Regions from separate parts of the Mus musculus genome. Here regions 1, 2 and 4 are each linked to region 3. A link is a contact called in public HiChIP or PLAC-seq data. All regions are on one chromosome and are shown on one strand. Each heading gives the region's core, a stretch centred on a gene start, on an enhancer-like site or on the middle of the called end of the contact. The rest is flanking DNA. Distances are from core to core; before and after follow the strand shown.

What was found. HiChIP or PLAC-seq counts read pairs in DNA pulled down with a chosen protein or histone mark.
Region 1: a CTCF HiChIP or PLAC-seq map of CD8 T cells shows a contact between it and region 3, with 6 read pairs. The contact joins the promoter of Lrif1 here to the enhancer-like site in region 3. A contact is called at or near these places in 2 of 15 datasets of contacts at CTCF or cohesin (CD8 T cells and pro-B cells) and 3 of 115 datasets of contacts at active chromatin or transcription factors (CD8 T cells, DN3 thymocytes and bone marrow-derived macrophages).
Region 2: a CTCF HiChIP or PLAC-seq map of CD8 T cells shows a contact between it and region 3, with 6 read pairs. The contact joins two enhancer-like sites. A contact is called at or near these places in 10 of 39 promoter capture datasets (the HPC-7 cell line, cranial neural crest, embryonic stem cells and 3 more), 1 of 15 datasets of contacts at CTCF or cohesin (CD8 T cells), 1 of 115 datasets of contacts at active chromatin or transcription factors (CD8 T cells) and 1 of 9 other capture datasets (liver).
Region 4: a contact with region 3 is called in a CTCF HiChIP or PLAC-seq map of CD8 T cells, with 5 read pairs. The contact joins two enhancer-like sites. A contact is called at or near these places in 3 of 15 datasets of contacts at CTCF or cohesin (CD8 T cells, large pre-B cells and pro-B cells).

Annotation. Positions count from the first base shown.
Region 1 is chr3:106,720,278-106,722,977 of GRCm38.p6, reverse strand. It overlaps Lrif1 (ligand dependent nuclear receptor interacting factor 1), which reads right to left and starts at 1,296. Exons shown (of 4, transcript NM_001039488.1): 1 at 872-1,296. The coding sequence starts at 933.
Region 2 is chr3:106,830,932-106,833,631 of GRCm38.p6, reverse strand. The region is part of intron 3 of Gm35507 (a long non-coding RNA gene); the gene reads left to right. Among named protein-coding and RNA genes, the nearest start is that of Olfr266, 9.7 kb to the right of the region's middle. Within about 2 kb of position 1,296, at least 104 of the 459 cell types and tissues checked have an H3K27ac peak or open chromatin away from gene starts, as enhancers often do. A contact at or near this core is called in CD8 T cells, where this site is marked.
Region 3 is chr3:106,448,445-106,451,144 of GRCm38.p6, reverse strand. No RefSeq gene overlaps it. Among named protein-coding and RNA genes, the nearest start is that of 2010016I18Rik, 36 kb to the left of the region's middle. Within about 2 kb of position 1,449, at least 70 of the 459 cell types and tissues checked have an H3K27ac peak or open chromatin away from gene starts, as enhancers often do. A contact at or near this core is called in CD8 T cells, DN3 thymocytes and pro-B cells, where this site is marked.
Region 4 is chr3:106,874,418-106,877,117 of GRCm38.p6, reverse strand. It overlaps Gm35507 (a long non-coding RNA gene), which reads left to right. Exons shown (of 4, transcript XR_375943.1): 2 at 262-409. Among named protein-coding and RNA genes, the nearest start is that of Gm35507, 3.6 kb to the left of the region's middle. Within about 2 kb of position 1,282, at least 21 of the 459 cell types and tissues checked have an H3K27ac peak or open chromatin away from gene starts, as enhancers often do. A contact at or near this core is called in CD8 T cells, where this site is marked.

The DNA of each region.
Region 1 (2,700 bases), core at 47-2,546, 270 kb before region 3:
TCATTTACCTTCTACAGACTTACTAATCTTTGCTTCTCAACAAGCACTCATTAACTCTGGAAAGCATAAATTAAAGAATTGTTCCTTAAGGAATATTCTGTTGTTCCTGCTTTTATTTCATCTGGATTAACACAAAATTAAAAGAAAAATGTTACTGGTGATACATTTCCAAACCAAAGACTGTCAGAACCCTTTGTAATCCTAACACGAGGTAAACCCAGGCTGTATTGTGGACAGTCCTGGCTATAGTGAGTTTCCTACCTAACCAGAGCCATACAGTGTTCCAACTGTTCCTTTGTAGAGACAACCAATGAGATGCACCCCTTTTAGACCCGTTTCAAATGTGTTACCTGGAAAAACACATTTCAAGTTTTTACTTTTCTCCATATTAGTTGAAATTTTCAAATACTAAAGTCCCTTGTTCTAGAACACATTTTCTAAGTACATTAAAATGGGACTATTTTCACTTGAAGTTACAGCGCCGCGGGGCTGCACTTGCTAATCCACGATGGGTGTTTTGGTAAGTGTTTGAGATTCTTGGAGCATCGCCAAGTTGGTTTTACTTCCGTGGGTATCTACTTGTTCCGCCTATGAAATTCGAGCGGGTGGCGTAGGGCGCGCTGGGGGCCAGGAGATGGTAGCTGCGTTGTAATCGCGGGCTGCTTTACATTTTGGAGAGGACTGGGAGCCAAGGGCTCTGCACTGGTGTGCAGTGGGTGCGGTGTAAGGAGGTGTGCTGTGATGGCGCTGTGCTCCCACATCCCCGCAGCTAGCACCCGGTGCGCGCGGCTGAACGTCAGCTGACGCGGCCATGACAACCTAAGTCACAGGGTGTGGGCGGGCGCCTGAAGAACTGGGAACTGGTACTTACCAGCGCGAGCCTGACTTTTCCTCTGCGGTTTTCAGAATGACGCTCTGGAGACTATTAGACATTTTAGATGGGTGGGAGGGGATAGGGCAGTGAATACTGGGGGGACAGCGTCCCCAAGTAGGCGCGAACCAGAGCACGGGTGTGGAAGGGCAGCGTCTGAGGCGAGCGAACAGAAGGGTGTGACGGGAGATAGTTGAGAGGGCGGCTCCCCCAGCTTCCGTGGGAAGTGGCTGTAGAAGCCGGAAGACTCCTACCTCAGGCAAGCTCACAGTTTTCCGGCGAGTCTCTTCTGGCTACGTGACGCATCACAGCCAGTCAGAGAGGACGTGGGGGGCGTGGCATCAATAGCACCACCCACGACAGGGCCTGATCGGAGTCTGCGCCCACTAAAACCGAGCTCCTAGAGCCAGGGATCCTAGGCATACAGCTACGTCACATATGGTTACCAAGGCGAATGGATCGCCATGGCCCCGCCCTTATGACGTGGTCCAATCGACAGCGAAGGTTGAGGTCTCTTCTTCCGGATCAAAGGAGGAACTAAAAGAGAAAGTGCTTTCACTGCCTACATGAAATGAAATACTTCCGGTGTCAGGCTTAAATTGTCTGCACTTGTACATGCGCTTTTGCAAGCCAATGTAATAATGTCCTCCTTAGCAGTTTTATTCAGTAGACACAGATAGGCATTTGGTAGTTGCCATAAATTGTTGAAAACCTTTATCTCCCTTCTCATGGCTAGAAGTGATTATTTTTTTCTGTTTCTTGAAGTTTTGCTCTACATTAATCGATTAACCATTTTCTCCATTCCCACACTAACACCTCAGTTAAAACTGTATCTTACTGTCATGTATTCAATTCTTTGAGTGTCTGTGCATTAAATCCCCTGTATAAACTTTTTGAAACTCTTAATTTCCAGAAACCAGCTCTAAGAATTCTCTAGAGTCCTGCAGTTAATGACTATTTGAGAATTGGGATCATACTGTTTAATGGGTAGGAGGAATTATAGTTTAATTAGGTGTGGAATATTATGAAAGTGTTTTCAAAGATAAAATTTTATTTGACATAGGCAATCTTGTATGCTGCAGTGTTCAAATTCAGGACACTGATAAGGTAGACAATTTGAAGGTTTATATGGTTATTTAAAAATGGAATTACCAGGCTTAGTGACACACATATGCAATTCTAGCGCTTGGAAAGTACAAGCAAGACGATAGGGGCTTTAAGATCACCCTTGGCTACTTAGTAGAAGGCCATCAAGAACTACATGAAATCTAGTCTCACAAAAAGGGAAGAAGAAAGGTTTACTCATACCCCTAACTGCTAAACGTTAAAGATTTTTAAGAACTTCAGGTTTTGATATGTCAAGAGAAAGTATCATTTTCCTATTTTTGTATAGCACATTTATTTGACAATAAAGTACCCTGTTCTCATACTAAAGACATCAGGAAAGATAGGCAGACCTTAATGCTTTCAAGCTTTATGGCATCTTTTGTCTATGTAATCAAAGTTACTAGGAAAAAACAACAATGACAACAACAACTAAAACAAACAAACAAAAAAATCAAATGCGTTTTGCTACACATTGCTGTGCACACCTTTTATTCCAGAACTCAGGAAGAGGCAGGTGGGTCTCTGAATTTGAGGTCAGCCTAGTCACCAAAGTGAGTTTCAGGTTAGCCAGGGTTATACAGTGAGAACCCTCTCTAAGAGTTTGTGTGTGTCTAAGTGTGTGTGTGTGTTGTGTGTGGGGGGGGGGGGTACGGCACTTGGGAGGCTGCCTACCTTGTTTGCTATCTTATCAATTGCCATTTATTGATTATATTTTCCAGTCG
Region 2 (2,700 bases), core at 47-2,546, 380 kb before region 3:
GTATCTATAGTCATCTGTAAGGGCTTGTAATTTTTATCCTGGAGTATTAGGGATGAGGCCCCTATGCCAGCAGTTCCAGCTAGTCCTTGGCTAAGGAGGGACCCCTAGCAATACAGCAGAAATGGCCAATCTCTTTACCTGATTGGATGATGGGGTCAGTTGTTTGAAGAAATCCTCCCCTGGGTAGTAATGCACTCTAGGAACAAGTTGAACCAGTATATTAAAATCCCTGGTCGTGTTTATAATTAGAATGAAAATCCATGGTATGAATCCAAGACACAAGCCCACCAAGCATTCTCTGGGGGCAGCATATATCTATAATGGCCAGGGATGTGGTGCAGTTGCAGGGGTGGAAACCTGGTTTCCAATACAGAATCCCTGTGCTGTTATAGATTATAGGGTTAAATTTCTTTGGTCTGATTGTAGCCATCTACATTGAGTGCTGTTGATGATCTGTGAGGAATCCCCAAAGGCTGCCACTCCTTCATAGTAAGAGAGTTAAGCATTCAAGCATGACCAACAGTCTTGTGTTAGATTGTGGTGAGAATAATTAAGAACCTGGAAAATGGCCTCTTATAATTGCAGGGGGTCCTGGTTTGGGATTTTGCTGGGACAAAAGGTGATGTGTTTGGATGAAGTGGTCAGTGCAGGTGGCAGAAGGCTTAGGAGGTGATCAATTTGGCTTTGCCAATACATTATGGGGGCCCAGTGGGAGTCTGAGTCCAACAATGCTGATCAGCTGTATGGTAAACAGGGCCCCTGGTCTTGGTGTGATATCTTGGTTTTTTTTTTTTCATATAGTTTTAGGCCCCATTTTTCCCATTTCTATCTGACTTTTCTTTGCTTCAGTGACATGTATGCGAACCAGATTACACCTATTGTCTGACATATAAGAGTTTTCCCCAACTCTAGTGAGCATAATATACTTATTTTTCCAGGGTAGGGTCTAGTATATAGTTCCAGTAGTTTCACAGCCCCAACTTGCATAGAAGTAATCTGCTGTCATCTCACATTTCTTTCTCTATGTTTTGTCTTGGTCATGCCCAGGGCAGATGAAGAGGGAGTATTTTTGATAAATTAGTCAGCCCAGGTTATTTGTAACAGTTTGGCCAGGTCAAAGACCAAATCAGGAAACCAAGTATTTGCTGGGTACATCTTAGAGGTTTGGTAGAGATGCCCTCAGTCCTGGTATTAGTTATTGTTCATGTCAGATTGTGGGACTGGTAAGGGTGATGCAATAGGCAGCAAGTTACAGGCATGCAGAATCAGGAGCATTGGAGTCATAGCTTCAGTGGATCAACAGGATGTGGTGTGACCTTCCGTTGCTCTTGCATCAATTCATCAGGGTGCCTCCTCTGGCAGGACTTCAACTGCTGGGCTGTCTTTCTCCAGGCAGGCTTAATGTGGGAGTGATGTATCCATGTCCACTTTAACAGCTGTTGTGGTCAGTATCACTGTGTGAGATCCTTTCCAGTGAGGTTCCAGAGTCCTGTAGTTATGTCTCTGAATCCAGACTTCATAATCAGAACCTGGCAGTAGTCCTGGAGCCTCTCCTTACCTTCAGCAGAGTTATAATCCCAGTTGGGTTGAGCCTAAGGGAAGGTTGAATCAATAATAGCCTGGATCTGGGTGGTTACCCCATTTGTCCCCAGAACCAATTTCTGGGCTGCTCCTGCAATGCTCTCTCTTTCCTCTGTTGTGAAGAGGACCCAGAGTGGTTGTGGCAGTTGTCATAGGTAGGCTGATAAGTCAACATAATTGAGTCTAAAAGGCATGTGAGAGCTGGTGGTTTTTCTGAAAATTGAGGGTTCTGCAGTTTCTAATTGCAAAGATCATTCCTGGCAAATGGTACATAGGTCATGAGCTGTTTCTCTGACATCTGGGGGTCCTGTGGTGGTTTGAAAATGCTTGGCCCTGGAAGTGGCACTATTTAGAGATGTGGCCTTGTTGGAATAGGTGCGTCCTTGTGGGAGGAAGTGTGTCACCATGGGCATAGAGTTCATAATGTCTGTTTACAGCAGTAAAACCTTAACTAAGAGAGTTCCTGTAGCCTGGAGGGGCAGGATAGTAGTAGAGTCAGCCCTCTAGGCAGTATAGGTTGGAATATGGAGTGGACTTCAAGTGAAATCAGGAGAATCAGGGGATGCTCCTCCTTCTGCCTGTGTCAGCTGGGGAGGAGTTGTGGTGGCAGGGACAGGGACATAAGGAGGACAGAGATCTTCCTTGGGAACGAAAGGGGGAGCAAGCCAGAGGGCTGTGACCCACAATCCTTCTGAGGAAGGAGAGCAGGGAGTAGTGAGATCAGTGACAAAAAGGGTCTCATCCAAGCAGCAGGCTTCTTGACCAGGTATTGCCATGTGATGGTATATGACACCTGGTCCAGGTGGCCCCTGGCATCATAGACAACAACTTTTACTCTGTAGATGGTGAGGAGATGTAAAGTCCCCTCTTCAGGCCATCCTACTTTGTAGGTGGGTCATTCATTCCTGCAAAAGATGATTAATTTGCCAGGATGAACAATAAGACCTGAATCTTCTGAAACTCAGCAGACATCCTTAAAATGGTTTATGACTGAGCCCAGTGGGGTGCTCTGTGCCTGTCCCATCTTAAGAATCAAAGAAAACTTGTATAAGAGGATGAAAAGCACAAGCAGAATACACACAGATCAGCACAAAAGGATGTTCCTGGGAAAGCCAAAGC
Region 3 (2,700 bases), core at 200-2,699:
CCTCAATGTCTATTTTATTTTCCCTTCCAAAGGAGTTCATGCATCTCCCCTTGAACCCTCTTGTCACTTAGAACCTCCCAGTCTGTAAATTATAACATGGTTATCCTTTACAGCTAATATCAACTTATAAGTGAGTACATACCATGTTTGTTGTTCTGAGTCAGGATGAATTTTTTTCTAGTTCCATACATTTGCCTGCAAATTTCACTACATCATTGTTTTTAACAGCTGAGTAATATCCCATTGTGTGAATGTACCACACTTTTTAAAATCCATTCTTTAGTTGAGGGTGCTTTCCTATTTCCAGCTCTTACACAGAAAGCTGCTGTGAAGAAGCTCTACTACAGACCTATAGTAATAAAAAAGCACATGGTTTTGGCATAAAAACACAGATTGATCAATGGGATTGAATTGAATTCCCAGATGGACTTCACACACCCATGGACAACTGATTTATAACAAAGAAGTCAAAATAATACAATGGAATAAAGAAATAAATGCTGCTGGTCGAACTGGATGTTGGTATGTAGAAGAATGTAAATAGATCAATATCTTTAACCCTACAGAAAACTTAAGTCCAAGTGGCTCAAAGACTTCAACATAAAACCAGATACACTGAATCTGAGTAAAGAGTAATTGGGGACTAACCTTAAATGCATTGGCACAGGAGACAATTTCTGAACAGAAGACTAAGATTGGCAATTAATAAATGTGATCTCTTGAAACTGAAAAGTTTCTGTAAGGCAAAAGATGCCATCAGTAAGGATGAATGGCAGCCTATAGACTGGGAAAAATATCTTCACCAATCCTACATCTGACAGAGGGCTAATTTCCAAAATATTTATTAAGAAAACCTCAAGAAACTAGACATCAAAACCCAGGAAATCCAATTAAAATGGGGTACAGAGCCAAATAGAAAATTAGCAACAGAAGAATCTCTAATGGGAAAGAAGCATTTAAAGAAATATATAACATCCTTAGCCATCAGGGAAATGTAAATCAAAGTGACTCTGAAATTCCATCTTATACCTATCAGAATGACTAAGGCCAAAAACTCAAGTGGCAGCTCATGATGGTGAGGATGTGGAGCAAGGGGACAACTCCTCCATTGCTAGTAAGAGTGAAAACTTGTACAATCACTTTGGAAATCAATATGGAGTTACTCTTATTATGCCCAATTCACAAGAACTTGATACACTCTGTGTTGTAACTAAGTTTGGACAGCACCGTAGAGAATGAGGAACGATCACCTCAGATCCTGTCAGTGTCCATCCTGTCTTCTATAGCATGAGTCCCCAGAGGTTTTGCCCCATGACTGACTGGTGCTTACATCCTCCTCTCTCACTTTCTCCCTCAACTCTCAGTTTTGAAGATCTCAAGCCCCTCCCTCATCAAACATTAGGAGGAGATCAAAGACACATTCAGTGCCAATCCTCCACCCCAAAACATAGACAGGAAGACGATCTCAGCCCACATCCTGTGTTTAAACAAAGTTCTCCATATGGGTGACTCAACACAGGCAAATGTTCATGAACATCCTTCAGTTCAAAACCAACCACTGTACCCGGGCTTCCAGTAAATCACCCATTCTTCCATTAGTTCGTTAGTTCATGGCCAGCAGCTGATCTGTTGTGTGTATTGAGGCCAATAAAAAGGGCACAGATGATCATTTATTTGTTCTTGTACTTACACACTTAATGACCTCCTGAGGTCTTTCTTTTCTTTCTTCTCTTTAATCTTTTTATAGGTAAGCTGTTGCTTGGGTAGAATAGACAAGCCTAGAGCTTTTCATCTTCCTGTCTTTGCTCCTAGGCTCAAGATCTATAGGTTTGCCCCACTCTGCATGTCAGACTCTGGTGTTTTGTTTGAAGCCCATGCCCAAAAGACACTGGATTGAGGATGAAGGACCAACAAATAGTCTTGGTTTCACTTTCCACTTAGTGGAAGGGAAGAGATTAAAATCTACCATTACACAACCTTGTAACCATCTAGGTATGTACACACTGTACAAGAGATTTTAGTTTAGATTTGTCAGTAACTTTTTATGCAGAAAGAGTTCACAGACAAGGTGAGTATGAGGGTAGGGGATGCCCTGAAGTTCAGGTTATTTTTTCTTCCTGGTTCTTCACTATGACTACATCTTTCATGTTCTCTAGGTTTAGTAAAGTCTTGAAGGTCTCACCTGTCTTCAAATGCCTGTCTTTAAATTTATAGTCCTTGCACTGGGAAGAGGCCATTTTAATACTTACTCTGGAGTTTACTTTAACAAGGCTCTCAAGTGCTCCTGTAGGGGTATGTGTCCTATTAACTTAACCCCTGCTAAGAAAGAAGTTGGGAAATAATCTTAGGACAGTACATGGCATTGAACTGCCCATCACTGACCACAAGATGGTGCTGTTACTCTAGTCTTCATGTACCAACATAGCAAAGCATCCTGTCAGAAAATGGTAGAGAGATCACTGATGACTTTAGTTTCCTGAGATTGGATCTGGTCACCTAGTTAAAATACCAAGACAAATGCCCTCAAAAACATGCTAGCAAGTGTGTGTTTATATGTGTCCATCCACAGTGATACATGTGATATACTAGAATGATCTTTTTCAGCATCGTTGGAAATACCCACCAAAAGACAAGAAGATCTCAGTTCAGACTGACAAAGAATGCCAAGTTCAAGCAAAGTTATAGGGGTTTTTAACTTTA
Region 4 (2,700 bases), core at 33-2,532, 430 kb before region 3:
TAGTGACTGAACTGTAAAAATTATTTAAAATATTAAAAACGAAAGAAAAAAATAACATGTTATGATGCTTTGGCATTGAAGATTTTATAAAATGACAATTGGAACCACATTGGTAGTCAAGTGCCAAAACTTTATAGATGAGATATCTGGGCCCAATAGTTCATTGTTTCCTAGAGGAGTTCCAGGGGATTTTACCGCTTAGTACAGAATGTGAAGGAACCCTGTCCTCTTCATTTCTGCATTTGTGTTTATTTGTACCAGGACTTTTATTGGAGATTGCTTCAGCAACCTTAGACTCATTGAAGAAATAAGAAACATCATAGAGAAGGCCTCTCAAAACTGACATCCTGAACTGATAAATGACTCTTGCATGGATGAATCCTTTCAGCTCCTTACAGATTTGTATCAGGTATCTCCTGAAGCCTTCTTAACCCATGCTTATAAATCAGATGGTGAAGGCTGGTAAATGAAGCATGAATAGAGGCATTGGTCTTTATCAAATATTTCCATCCTCCAATGTGGAACAGCCTGATGTGACAAAAGAATTAAGCTAAGAGCTCTTAACAATGGATAATCTTGGACGATGCCAGTGGTAAGGGTGACTAAATAATTAAACATGATTTCTATGAACCATCATGCAAAAGTTTCATAATCTCTTTGTTTAAATTGGCCTGAAAGCCTAAGGGACATTATTAAACATGTAGAGTGTTAGATATCAGGGGAATATAGAGTAGCTAAGACTTATCTGGTTTTAATGAGAAATGGCCCAAAGATTAAGGCTTCACTTCCTCCCATGCTCACCAGTAGAGTTACCAAAAAAAACCTCCCTAACTCTCTGTGGACAACTTTTTTAAAGTTACAAGAATATGGGCCCCCAGGGAGGATGAATAGTTTTAGATAAGAATGTTCCCTTTTCTCAGAGGTAAAGGTTGTTATTTGTATTTCAAATGAGCATTCCCAGGAGCATAAAACTTGCTCACATGGTTGAAGGTCCTGTGATCCCTGCAACTTATGCCCAAGAATAATGAGGGTGCTAGATTATGTGTCTTAGAGTTGGCCTCAGAGGAGGTGAAAAAAATGGGTTATTCAGTTCCCCAGAAATGTGTCAGTTGCTGTAGTAATAACTTTTAGGTGACTAGAATAAAATGGGGCCAAAAAGAATTTTTGTTTAGATATTCAATATTGATAGCCATTTCAGACAAAACTAGCTTTAAACTGGCCTGTCCTGGGGTTGGCAATGCCATAGTACAGATGCTCTGTGCAGTCTTCTGACTCACTCCATCTGCTTGCCATCTTCTAGCATAGTCTCTGACTCATCTCCTTTTCCTCATGCATTTAGCCAGTATGTCTTTGAGTTTCTATTTTGGTAATACCTCAATTTTAAGCACTTAGTCCCCACCAGGGACTCTATTAGGTGTTTTATGTGGATCAAGCCATTGAATGCACATAGTAGACTATGCAAGATTGGTACGACTGTTCTCATTTTTCATATAATGAATCTGAGGTTTAGTTGATCAAAGCACTAATTGAGTCTTATGATTAATATGTGATATACTCTGTATCCCCTCCACAGACCATAGGGTCCATATTTCTAATCACGGTTTTATCAATTCTTTGTTTTTAGACTGCTACATCCACCCCAGTAGTGACTCACATGACAGGCCTAGAAACCTAGAAGCAGTCCTGAGGCAAAGAGTTTCATGGAAACTTAGTCTCCCGGAACCTTGGCATTCCAATAGCACATATACTCAAAACCTGACCCTGAGTTAATCTGGTGTATGGATCCGTGTGCTCTCTTTCAGTATTGCTTTATTATAAGTGCCTTGTTTGTTTGTTTGTTTTTGTTTTGTTTTGTTTTTCGAGACAGAGTTTCTCTGTATAGCCCTGGCTGTCCTGGAACTCACTTTGTAGACCAGGCTGGCCTTGAACTCAGAAATCTGCCTGCCTCTGCCTCCCAAGTGCTGGGATTATAAGTGTCTTTTTTTAAAAAATATTTTTATTATTACGTATTTTCCTCAATTACATTTAGAATGCTATCCCAAAAGTCCCCCATACCCCCCCCCCCCACTTCCCTACCCACCCATTCCCAATTTTTGGCCCTGGCATTCCCCTGTACTGGGGCATATAAAGTTTGCGTGTCCAATGGGCCTCTCTTTCCAGTGATGAGTGTCTTTAAGGATTGATTTTGACATATAGCTAAGCCTCCGCCAGTGTTCCAATGTCCTAGAAAGTCCTTGAGCCGACAGGGAAAAATAAAAAAGGAATTCAGTAAGAATTTTATCTATTCAGCAACATTCAAATTTACCTCTGGTAGAGACTGAAAAAAATCAGGCATTACTATTTACTCGAATAAGAGCTAGAAAGCTCAGGACTAGTCTACATAGTAATTACTTAGAACAATAGCCGAGTCACACCCATATACAGAAATACACAATGGCCTAGAAAATAGGTGGGTTGTGGTAGTATTATTCATGTAAGGGTTCATAGAACAGAATTCCCCTGTTGCAGGTTTTTTACTATGCCCAGAGGAATAGCATAATCAGGTATTTACTAAAGGACCCCTGGTGGTGGGTTTAACAATAGACTAGCACTGCATCAGAGCATTCATCTGGCTCCTGTGTTTAGCTGATCTTAACTGAGGGCTGTTCCTATTCTCAGTTGTAAACACAGCCTGGCTCCCGCTATCTTTTTATGTATGCA